Linked DNA regions of Rattus norvegicus: region 2 is linked to region 1. A link is a contact called in public Hi-C data. All regions are on one chromosome and are shown on one strand. Each heading gives the region's core, a stretch centred on a gene start, on an enhancer-like site or on the middle of the called end of the contact. The rest is flanking DNA. Distances are from core to core; before and after follow the strand shown. Region 1 overlaps Rgs12 (regulator of G-protein signaling 12). Region 2 overlaps Rgs12 (regulator of G-protein signaling 12).

Region 1 (5,667 bases), core at 2,893-5,392:
GTGGTGCACACTTGGGGGAGCCGGGTCAAGAGTCTCTTCCGGCCTCATTCTTCCATATTTACCTGCATAAGCCAGACTATGGACAGGGCCATGACTCAGCTCTCCAGCCCCGAAGCGGAGTCAGCCTCAGGAATTGTGTGTCCAAAGATCTGCTCAGACTTTTCTACCTGTCAGCTCTCTTACAGGGCCCGGGAGATTTTCAGTAAATTCCTGTGCAGCAAAGCCACCACTCCTGTCAACATTGACAGCCAGGCCCAGCTGGCAGACGATATTCTCAATGCACCCCACCCCGACATGTTCAAGGAACAGCAGCTCCAGGTGACGTTGCAGACAGTCTTCCTTCCGTGGGACTTCCAGCCAGGGCTTGGGGTGCAGACTCACTCAGGGCACCACACGTTCTCCTGGGGAGGGGGCTGCTGGTAATGTGGGCATGGTGACGAACCAGTCTAGTCTCTAGTCTCAAAAGGATTCCGCAGAGCTGAGGAACAAAGAGCCTATGCCACAGATAGCACCATGTCAACCAATAAGGGGCAATATTACTTTTCAAAAGTCACTGGGGCTGGTGAGATGGCCCAGCAAGTAAAGGCTCTTGCTGCCAAACCTGGCAACCTGAATTTGATCACTGGGACTCACATAGTGGAAGGAGAGAATCAACTTCTGTAAGTTGTACTCTGACCTCTATACATGGACTATGGCAGGTGTGTAACACACACACACACACTCACACACATACACACACATACACAACACACATATACACACATGCACACACATACATACACACACATACACATACTCACACACACTCACATATACACATACACACAATACACACACATGCACACACACATACATACACGCATGCACACACATGCACACACATACATATACACACATACACACATACACATACACACACTCACATATACACAAACACACACATATATACATACACACATACACACTCACACACATACACACACACATACACACACATACACATATACACACACTCACACACACATACACACATACACACACACATACACACACTCACACACACATACACACAAACATACACACACTCACACACACATACACATACATACACTCACACACATACACACATATACACGCACACACACACATACACACACACACTCACACACACACACTAAATAAGTAAATGAATGAATAAATAAGAATAAACAAGAGAAAGGTTTTTTAAGTGCATTGGACACACTTGATCTGCAGAACATGACAGATACTGCTTGGCCACCCAGCACATACTAGAAGGTCAATGGTCTTTCATGATTGCAGGGCTGACCCTGAGCAAGTTCAGCCTCCCTTCCAGCATCTGAGAGCAGATGGTACTGCATTGTCCCAGGCCAGAGAAAGCTTTCTATGAGCACACATCACTGTCACACATCCAGAACTATATATACTTGTACGCTTGTGTGCTTAGCAGTAGGAGTAATTGGTGTTTAAGACAGGGTCTCACTGTGGAGCTTCACTACCACCGATGTGAAGCTCACCTACTCCTGAATGCTGGACCACAGGATGCACATGGAACCCTGTTTCCATGTCTGTGTCTTAATTCTGGAAGAGCATGTGATCTGACCCATCCAGAATACACTCCCCAGCCCTGCCAGCTGCTGTGCCACTAGGTTGCAGGAATTGGCTGAAAACTAAGCAGATCCTTCCAGGCCTCACCCTTGAGACAGCTGCCTTCCAAGTCCTTAGGAAATGAAGACCTGCTAAGGGTGCAGCCACAGTCTGCCTGCCTGCCTTTCAGGCTGTGCATAACCCCTATGACTTTGCTCCCCAGAGTGGCAAAGGAGAGGGAGGCTGCTGAGTGTGACCAGAAGGATCCCTGGAGAGTTAACTAACATCAGAGCGCTCTGGGGCCCAAGGGATGGTTAGCAGGAATGACATCCTTCCAAAATGCCACTCGCTCATGGGTACAGATCTCCTGTACCACCTAGGGCCTAAGGAGTTACCATTCCTTCTGTAACTATACTGCATGGCATCTGCTCCACAGATTTTCAACCTGATGAAGTTTGACAGCTATACTCGATTTCTGAAATCCCAGCTGTACCAAGAATGCGTCCTGGCAGAGGTGGAGGGGCGTACCCTCCCGGACTCCCAGCAGGTCCCCAGCAGCCCAGCTTCCAAGCACAGCATCAGCTCTGACCACTCCAATGTATCCACACCGAAAAAGGTGCTGGGCCAGCCCTTGTGGGGGTGGGAGGAAGGCTGTGTGCACCCATTCCTTCACCAGCTGAGGTCGGGCATGTAGGATAGATACTCCCACACCCTTTCCTGGCCCCCTAACCCTGGCTACCTCAGTGGTGAAAGAGGGGACTGTGCCCTTGACCCACTGAAGGATCTACATTATTCCTCAGAATCCTTACTCATAGAGCTCTGTGTGGGGCTCCTTGAGTGTCTTAACTGGTGTTTCTTTTTGGTGACAGTTAAGTGGAAAATCAAAATCAGGACGATCCCTGAATGAAGATGTTGGGGAAGAGGATAGTGAGAAAAAGCGCAAAGGGGCCTTTTTCTCTTGGTCAAGGAGCAGGAGCACGGGGCGATCCCAGAAGAAGAAGGACCATGGTGATCATGCCCATGGTATGTGGATGCAGACCATGCTGTTGTGGGAGGGAGCTGGACTGCCATGGTGATGTGAGAGACCGTGGTAGGCAGGCAGAGATGCAGCGCAGCTATCTGGAGGGATGAGGAAATGTCACCAATCCTGGGAATGCAGCAGAGTTGGGGATGAGTCAGCCTATGAAGTAGGTCTACTCCAAAACCTTCTGGAAACTCCTTAAAGCAGGGTGTCTGGCTGACTGGGCTCCTTTTCTTCCTGCTAGGAAAGTAACAGGTGCTTCAGCAGAAAGCTTGGAAACCAGAATCAAGCCAATAGAAACAAACACAAATGTGCTATTCCTGTGGCCAGGCATGGTTTGATACCTGTGCCAATGAATGTGTATCAGCCACTGCATTGGTGGGTGGGCACTGGGGATGGGGAGTGTGTCCTGTGCAGACCTCTCATACCTGGAAGACTTGCAGAGTCATCTGTAGAGGGCTTCAGACACTCTTGTCTGATCCAGGGTCTATAGATGCTCGAGAAGCTACTTGTTCAGAGTAGGTCACCGGATCCAGGAGTCTGAGTGTCAGTCTGACTTGGGATAAAACAGTGTTTGGTCCTTACGTGATATGTAGGCCAGCCTAGATCATGGTTAGAAAACCTTAGTGAGATGGACTTTTGGCTCTCATGGGATTTGTGAGGAGGAAGAAGACGGGCAACGGATCACAGGTAAAATGAGCAGCCAGCTGGTCACAGGAAGAGTCTTCTTCAGACCCAAATCATGGCTCAAATGAAGACAAGTCCACCGGGGACACGGGCCTGGGCTGCACAGCACTGTCCCCAGCTCTCTAGTGCCTGGCAATGCCTCAAGTCCTACAGGGCCCCCACAGTGACCTCCTTGGTGGCCCCGACCTTGACCTCTGCTGTGAGGGAGTTGTTTGACTAAACCCCAGTGGAACGGGTGGTGCATGGAAGGGCCTCTCATGTTTTGCTGTCTCTCTGTCCTTCCTGTATTATGTCTTTCCATCTGAGGGGTGAGGTAGGGGTTCTACGAGTGAAGGCATGTGAGGCCGTGGCTTCTGACTCACCCCAGTCATTCCCTTCTTTCAAGATGCCCTTCATGCCAATGGAGGACTCTGCCGTCGGGAGTCCCAAGGCTCTGTCTCTTCTGCGGGGAGCCTAGACCTGGTGAGTGGCCACCTCCCTTCATTCCAGGGGTCACAGGCCACACCTACCAACTGGTAAATGAAGCCTGGCTCATTGAGAACCCAGCGTGTGTTTCATAAACAGTGCCGGGATTGGATACCATCCCTGGGTTCCCAGTCCAGGACCCTAGGGCAGTGAGGGAAACGGTTTAGTAGATGGGGAGGGTACTGCGCACATAAGGAGTATAATTAGCTTGGAGATTATTTCTTAAGTCCCTTTGTTTTGTGTGGTTCATATTTTTGAACTCCCACTAAGAGAACACAGTATGCTTTGAAGTGGGGCTTTTGTCTTCTAACGATGGCTCAGACCTCCTGTTGACTTTAACATTCCAGTGTTTGTGTCTGCTTTGGGCTCCTAGGAGCTGGCCCCTCCACTGCAGAGCTAGCCGTAGCCCTGCAGGTCTCTTCAGGGCAGCCTGCTTGCCCTGCTCCTTGCTAATCTGCTGTGAGGGGAACTGGGTAGAATTTAAGACTTGCTACACTGTCAACCATTGCCTGATAAGAATTTTAGGAAACGTTGGTTGTCAGTACTGTGACATTTGAAAGTATCCATCAACAATTAACATTAGCATAGGTGATTATTTCTCCTTTCATTACTCCAGATATCCTGTCAAGGCCACCATGGGTCAGTTGCTCATTGCTGCCCAGTACCCCAGCTTAGTGTTGGAAAACATGAAGTGTCTGTCCTTGTGTGTCTGCAGGGTGGTGCTCCTGTGCCTGGGCGGGCCTTATTTGGGCCTCCGGTGCCTCACAGCTCACAGATAACTATGGGTCTATGGCACTGGGGCCAGCAGGACCATGTTTTTGTCGCCATCCAGTGGCCAGCCTAGGTTCCTCCCCATGTGACCGGGAAGCTAGGACGAGAACTGGCTCTGCCACTTCTACAGTCACTCCATGGGAGGAGCCACAGTGATTCAGGAGGAGTCTTGGCCATTTCTGCATCCAGTCCCCACCTCCCAGCCAGGTTTCTGAAGTAAAGAGACTTTTCAGACAGCAGGAGAAGCAGTAACAGTTCTGAGATGGCTGTAAGGCAGGTCTCACAGGTCTGTGCCCTGAGGGTCAGGACGGCTTGCAGACCTTAGGCAGCTCATCGTCACAACCTCAGACTGCAGAGGTGAGGTGGACTCAGCACAGTGGTATGCTGGGTAATCTCGTCTGGCAGGACAGCAGCCATGCTTCATTTGTGAGCCATATAGTTACCACAGTTGAGAGAGGCCATTACCTTCCCTCGCCCTTGCCTCACATCCTACCACACCATCAGCTCTGGGGTCAGGGGATGCCCTGTGGTGGCTTCTGAATTTCTGTGTATGTGGAACGGCATGGGGGACAGGCAGATTATTGGGCACATGAGACTAGGCTATCTGAATCTTCCTCAGGAGACTCCCTGACCTCCAGACACTGACACATGTCTTCCTATCCTACAGTCAGAGGCCTGTAGGACCTCAGCACTCGAGAGAGATAAGGCTGCCAAACACTGCTGTGTCCACCTCCCAGACGGGACATCCTGTGTGGTTGCTGTCAAGTCCGGGTTTTCCATCAAAGAGATCCTGTCTGGATTGTGTGAACGGCATGGCATCAATGGGGCTGCTGTGGACCTCTTCCTGGTGGGCGGAGACAAGGTACTGTGTCGCAGCTCTGTCTGCTTCCCCCATCCTTGTTGGTGCTCCACCCCTGACACCACCACGACCATCTCCTGCCCCTGAAGCAGAGCAGCTGCAAGTGGAGCTCCCAGGGGTTGGGGGTGCATGGCAGCACACCCCAGTGTCTAGAGGGTGCGGGCTAATTTTGAACTGCTCTTTTGTTCTTGCAGCTGTGTGCTGTTACATGTCAAGCCCACATGCTCCCACGTTAACTCTGGTGTCTTTGTTCCTCAGC
Region 2 (5,957 bases), core at 1,570-4,069, 34 kb before region 1:
TCTATAGACCCCACCACTCTCCCTGCTCACCATGGTCACAATTCCTAGCAAAGCATGCAAAACTCCAAGTGGGAGCCAGGACAGGACTTGAGGGAAGGCGCCTTCGTGACATTTAGTGGGTCTGGTTACTTCCACTGCAGCCTCCCCTGACCTGAGAGTCGGTGGTTGCAGAGTGTGTCACCTTCTCTAAGATGGCTCTGCAGACAGCTCAAAATAAACTCTTTTTTTAAAGTGTTTTAACCCATCCTTTCCTGATTCTCAGAGAATGTAGATTAGAACACTGCTTCGTTTGGTCTTCCACAGTCCTATCTTCTCTTCGTTTGTATGGGAAACTACTGTGGTTCTTTATTCGCTCAGATACACAGTTGGGGTTCTCCTTGCCTGGAGTATTTGCTCATTCAGTTCCTGTTCACTGGGGCCCCTTCCATTTCTACATACTGTTTAGCTCTGGGAGTACAGCAGCCAACAGAACCCGAGGGCAGGAGCAAGCTGTAGTGGTAGACAGGTAGACAAAAAAAATTGTCTAAATTCAAGTAACGCTGAATTTATGCTTATGATGTATTATTTTTTAGAAAGACATTATCCTGTAAATTAAAGGTGGTGGAGGGCAGAGCTGGGCCTGCTCTGGCAAAGTGAGAAAGGGTTGGAGGTAGTGAGGGTCATAGGCTATGCTCCCATGGTGCTGTCCAGTGGGTGATGCTTGGCTGAGAGTGGGAGGCTGGGGGAGCACCCTGCCTACACTAGAACTTTTAGAGCTCGCCTCCCGTGGGTTCTTAACTTCTGTTTGGTCTTGGTCTTTTGCTCACTTACAATGCTGTCATTGCTTTCCTCTTGTCCCCGTGGTTCTGTCCAGTCCCTTGTCCACATCCTGTGGACTCAAACCTCCTTTTTACCTTTGCTCTGGGGCAAAAGCATTGGTGAAGCAATTCCTGGGCTCTGTGGCACTTAGTGGGTGCTTCTTGTCTGACCAGGTGGTAGTATTCTGGGTACTCTAGGTTGAGTTTTCCACCTGACTCCATGGCTGGTGCCAAGTCCACATGCACTTGCTGGTCTGCCAGATGGTGACTTTTCAGTCTTCGCTGGGCTTCAGGTAGCTGTTGTGGGAAGTGACTGGCCTGGGCTGGAGAGTGGATAGTGACTCACTCACTCTGAGTTGGTGTCCAGTGCTTTCTGTTCACATCTCAATGTCTTGGTGAGGCCCTCCACTGCTGTTTTCCTGTCTTCTTGCCCCTGAGCTGGCCATAGGCTTTTGTCTGTGAGAACTGTGCTGGGCCAGGTGGCCCAGGCTTGACAATAATCCCACAGCCCTGGGAGTGGGCAGAAGGAAGGAAGGCACATGAGGCTCTGGCTACCACCACCGTTATCTGTCATCCTTGGGCCCTGATGTGGCAGGCAGCCAATCAGCCTTTCTCAGAGCACGAGTGGGTCAGGAAGCAGTAGGATGCACAATCCTGGGTGTTGGCCTTGCTCTCTTCAAGGCCTGTCCTCAGAAGAAACTACTCTCAGCCTTACTCATGACCTCATCGGCTACAGAGGCCAGGTGAGACAGTATGTACGAGAGGAGAGGATGTGACCTTAAGGCCCCAGGCTGGTTGTGTCTGAGCCATAGCATCCATACAGACAAGATCCCATTGTTTTATTCCCTTGTCATTCCTGACTGAACAACCTGGGATACAGGCCTTTTTGTTTGAGAGGGTAAAAGTAAACATCTAGCTTTCTGCAGGAGGCTCCTAAGTGTTATACAGCTGGTTTGCCTCCTAAGGTCCCAGCAGGCACATTAACCATTGCTTGGCACATATGCACGTTGATCACTCATAGATGTTTTTAGGGTCTGGAGGGCTTGTGGGCTAGGATGTGCTGTCCTCTGCACCTTTTCCAAAGCTATACATTAGTGCTAGGCCCTCAGACAATCGTCACTCTACTGCTGTAGGCCACTTAGATTCTTTGGCATAGAGACAGTTTCCAGTGCCCTATGGCTAGTTGCCATTGGATTCAAGGGACAGACCACAGTCTCTAGGCTCCTGACAGAGTAGATGTGGTTCTCCCTTTCAGCAAGGGGCAGCTCTGTAAGGGGAGGGTTAGGCTATCTGCATCATCTGTAGCTATGGGAGCCACTGCCCTAGTTGGCTTCTCCCCCTGTGTCCCCTGTAGGATATTATCATCCTTCACCTTTGCTGGGGGGTGAGGGGGAGACGAAGGTGGTGCATGTGAACCCTACACTTTGCTGCATTTACTGACTTTGTTCCTATGCTCATGACTGCAACTCCCCCAAAGCCGTTGGTCTAAGGAGACTTGAGCTTTTGCCAGTTCTCCTCCTGGCCAGCTTTCACTGTAGCTTCTACTTTGAAGGGAAGGCATTCAGCCCTTGATGTTGTCTTGTGGTCACACATCTCTCTCAAGGAAAAGCAAAGGTGAGTCTAGCCCTAGGGTTTCCATCTGGTGGCCTGATACAGACCCAAGGTGCATCACAGCCTAAGGGCCAAAGGCACTTCATTTGTAATTTCTGAGGCTGTCACTCCCTCACTCAAGGGTGATGGAGGACTGTGGGGCCTGCTTGGCCAAGCCACAAGGCCTGGAGGCACCGGATAAGCAGTTCACTGAGTCTCAGGAAAGTGGCAGGTAATTTTGCAGTGGGACCCAGGTTATAGCCCTATTTTCTTTTCCCCTTCTTGCTTCCACAAGGCAGGATCCATCAGGTTCACACACTCTTGGGTTGTTCATACTTGGGAAGCAAATGCAACCAATCGTGTATCACAGACGCTGCGTGGAGGTGGAGGGGTTTTTAGGAACATACTAGATCCTGCTGGCTGCCACGGAGGAAGCGCGTGCATATGGAGCAGGCTTATAATAGAATCAGCAGCAACTGTAATTAAGGTTGCAAACCATACCACGCCACTAAAACACAAATTCTTTGCAGCTGTTGTACTGAGAAATTACCCCATCAGCCAGTGTTGCTCTTCAGATTCTGTAGAGGAAATGCTTTAAAAATGATCTCACGGGGTGATTTATATATAAATGGCTCTTCTGTATGAGACGATCAAGATAGAGTCTGAGCCTCTGGCAGACCACAGCTTCCTCGGTGTCCTGTTGCTATGGGTGACGAAGGGAGCACATGGAACTGAAATGTCTGAACTTTTCTGACATGCACAGGCACGCTGCTGTGTCGGATGGGGTTTTAGATCCAGGTACCTGGCACGTTATGGACGTTTTCTTGTCTTAAGATGAATTTGGAAAAGGGGCTGTCAGATGATTCGGACGTTTTCATTGACCAGCAGGTAAGCTGTCCAGCTGCTGAGTGTTGTGTAAACGGAATGCTGTAAGAAAGTCTGGCGTCCAGGTCACTACTTCATCCTCACCTGTCTGGGAGTAGGAGCTGTGGGCTTTCCAGGTCCACAGTTTACACTTTGCAGTATGCACTTTGAGGCTGCTCTCCTTGGGTCATGGGATCCATAGGGTGAGTGTGCACTGAGGGCCACGGCCCCAGTGCAGGGCTGGGCTGGTTAGCGAGGACAGAGTGAGCTCCATGGGTGAGTGTGCGATGAGACCATGGCCGCAGTGCAGGGCTGTCTGTGTGGCTTCTTGGGACACTGGGTCCCCCGACCCCTTGTGAGCCTGCACTGCTTGTACCCTGTGAGCCTGTCTGAAAGCGTGAAACATTTTCTTTTAGTACCCATAGTGATTCTAACATCTCTTAAAGATGCTAGTCTATCAGATTTGTTGAAATGCTGAGTTTCAAGTGGATAAACATTAACACTTCTCTTCTTGTTAAATTGCTAGCTTGTAGCTCACATTTCAAAATATAACAAATTGGCTCTGGAGGAACATACAGACAACAACCAGATTTTAATGTTTGGTTATTATAGGAGTGTATGAAGTTAAATATGTAATAGCGTTTTGTTTTTGAAAGTTTGAGAGAAGACAAAAATGGCATTTTTCTTTTGTGCCGGTTTCGTGTTGATAGGAAGATAAAAATAAATTTAAGCTTATATAAAAGATTGTCATTAATTCCTGGATACTGATTTCAAATTTTTCCTTTCCTGGGAATAGCTTAATCTTTCTTCCTAACACCTAAGTCACACTTCCTGGAGGAGAAGCTGCTAGAATATCAGTGCCAGGTGTGGGTGTAGACTATCAGTGCATGGGAGGCTGGCCATACCCTTCCTTTTGCAGCAGGACCAGAAGGGGCCCTATGGGTGAGGGGTGAGTCTCCAGGGTGGAGCAGCTCCCACTGGGTCGAGTATGTGCAGATGACGTGGTTATGTTAGAAGTAGTGCAGCTCCCTGCTTCTTGTCATTTTCTTTCCCACTGGTCAGATGGCTAGCTGATTCATTCTGCTGGCCAGAGGCCGAGACAGGTGCCCCTAGTCCTTTGGTATCGGATGTAAGGTGGAGCGGGTGTTCTCAAACCCCCGATCCCAAGGGAATCTCTCTCTCCTCTGAGCCTCAGATTGCCTGTCTTTGAAATGGGGCCTCATAAGAATACTGCGGTTCTGTGTATAGGGCCTGTGCTCACTGCAGCCTTCTTAAAGTACAGATGTCTGTGCTTTCTTCGCCCCGAGGCAGGAAGTGCTTCAGCTTTCCTAGGTCCTGTGCAATGTCTTTCAGGGCTCACAGCAGTTAGACCCAGAGAGACAAGAGGTTCTCAGAGGCCAAAAACCCTGACCATGGTTTCCTCAAATTATGCAGCCTGGGAGCACATATGTGATAGACTGCATGAGCACATACATGTGTGGGAGCACTGCTGTGTTAGTTCTGGGCACTGGTGTGAGTCACTTGAGGAGAGAGAAAACAGGTAACATCTCCAATCTGCTCATACCCTTCTAGCCCCTCCCTTCTCCTGGGTGGTCTGTTGGGGTGGCTTTAGTGCCTGGAAGCATTTAAGGCCCCTTGTGGAGTGAGGTGACAGTCAACATGGCCACAAGTGGCATATCATCCTTCTTTCTTCCTTAGGTCTCAGATGTCAGGACCAGCAGGGTGGGCCATGTGGTCATCGTTGTAGGAGAGAGGACTAGGTTGTATCGGGGTATGCCTAATATTTGAAAATAAAAACTGGCCCTGTTAAGAAAGTGAGTGACTTTTCTTTCAGGGTTTGTGTGGCAGGCGAACTGTTTCTTTGGGGTGGTGAGTAGGACTTTAGTGGGTGACCTGTACAGGCTCCTGCTGGGAGCTCTGTTGACTACAGCTGGGACATGAGGGGAAGTAAATGAATAGCAAGGACGACGTGAGTAGACAAGGGGACTTGGACTGTGTGCCATGAGGTGTGGCTCATCCAGTGTCCAGAGTGCCCTCTGCCTCTTGTGTCTGGAACCTTCTGCCTTGTTCTCATACTGCATGTTCTATATGAGAAGAGACTAGGATTTTGTGAGGGCTATGACTGGTACAATGAGGGCAGCCAGGCTGGTGGCAGCTGGGGGACATGAGGAAGGGGTAGTCCAGCTTCTGGTGATGTGTTTGAGGTTGCCTCTGCCTGGCTATTGCTGAACACACACACACACACACACACACACACACACACACACACACACACACCCCACACCTTGAGTTTCTCTTTTAGCCAAATTAAATTCCTTTGCTCATCTCCCATGGACTAACTACCTATTGTAGGGCTCTGAAATGATGTCATGACCAAAGCTGAGCTTGGTAGACCCACAGTGTTCTGCACATCAGGGTGAAGCTAGTCGGTCGCTTGTAGGATTGAAAAAGGTAGGAACCGGGTTGGGGATTTAGCTCAGTGGTAGAGCGCTTGCCTAGCAAACGCAAGGCCCTGGGTTCAGTCCCCAGCTCCTAAAAATAGAAAAAAGAAAAAGGTAGGAACCAAGGAGCAGCTAGTACTTAAGACATGAGCATGTCGGGTTGGGGATTTAGCTCAGTGGTAGAGCGCTTGCCTAGCAAGCACAAGGCCCTGGGTTCGATCCCCAGCTCCGAAAAAAAAAAAAGACATGAGCATGTCACCTACAT

Evidence for each region. Hi-C and Micro-C count contacts between places; a contact is called where the count stands out from the background.
Region 2: a contact with region 1 is called in a Hi-C map of prefrontal cortex, with 5 times the contacts expected there. The contact joins two enhancer-like sites. A contact is called at or near these places in 8 of 12 Hi-C or Micro-C datasets (the A7r5 cell line, the Rat2 cell line, Schwann cells and 5 more) and 1 of 1 datasets of contacts at active chromatin or transcription factors (oligodendrocytes).

The regions. Positions count from the first base shown.
Region 1 is chr14:79,953,821-79,959,487 of GRCr8, reverse strand. It overlaps Rgs12 (regulator of G-protein signaling 12), which reads left to right. Exons shown (of 17, transcript NM_019339.2): 7 at 175-318; 8 at 2,042-2,221; 9 at 2,475-2,628; 10 at 3,699-3,775; 11 at 5,217-5,411; 12 at 5,667. Among named protein-coding and RNA genes, the nearest start is that of Hgfac, 18 kb to the right of the region's middle. Within about 2 kb of position 4,142, at least 39 of the 93 cell types and tissues checked have an H3K27ac peak or open chromatin away from gene starts, as enhancers often do. A contact at or near this core is called in the A7r5 cell line and prefrontal cortex, where this site is marked.
Region 2 is chr14:79,985,988-79,991,944 of GRCr8, reverse strand. All of the region lies in intron 3 of Rgs12 (regulator of G-protein signaling 12), which reads left to right. Among named protein-coding and RNA genes, the nearest start is that of Rps17l4, 20 kb to the left of the region's middle. Within about 2 kb of position 2,819, at least 19 of the 93 cell types and tissues checked have an H3K27ac peak or open chromatin away from gene starts, as enhancers often do. A contact at or near this core is called in the A7r5 cell line and prefrontal cortex, where this site is marked.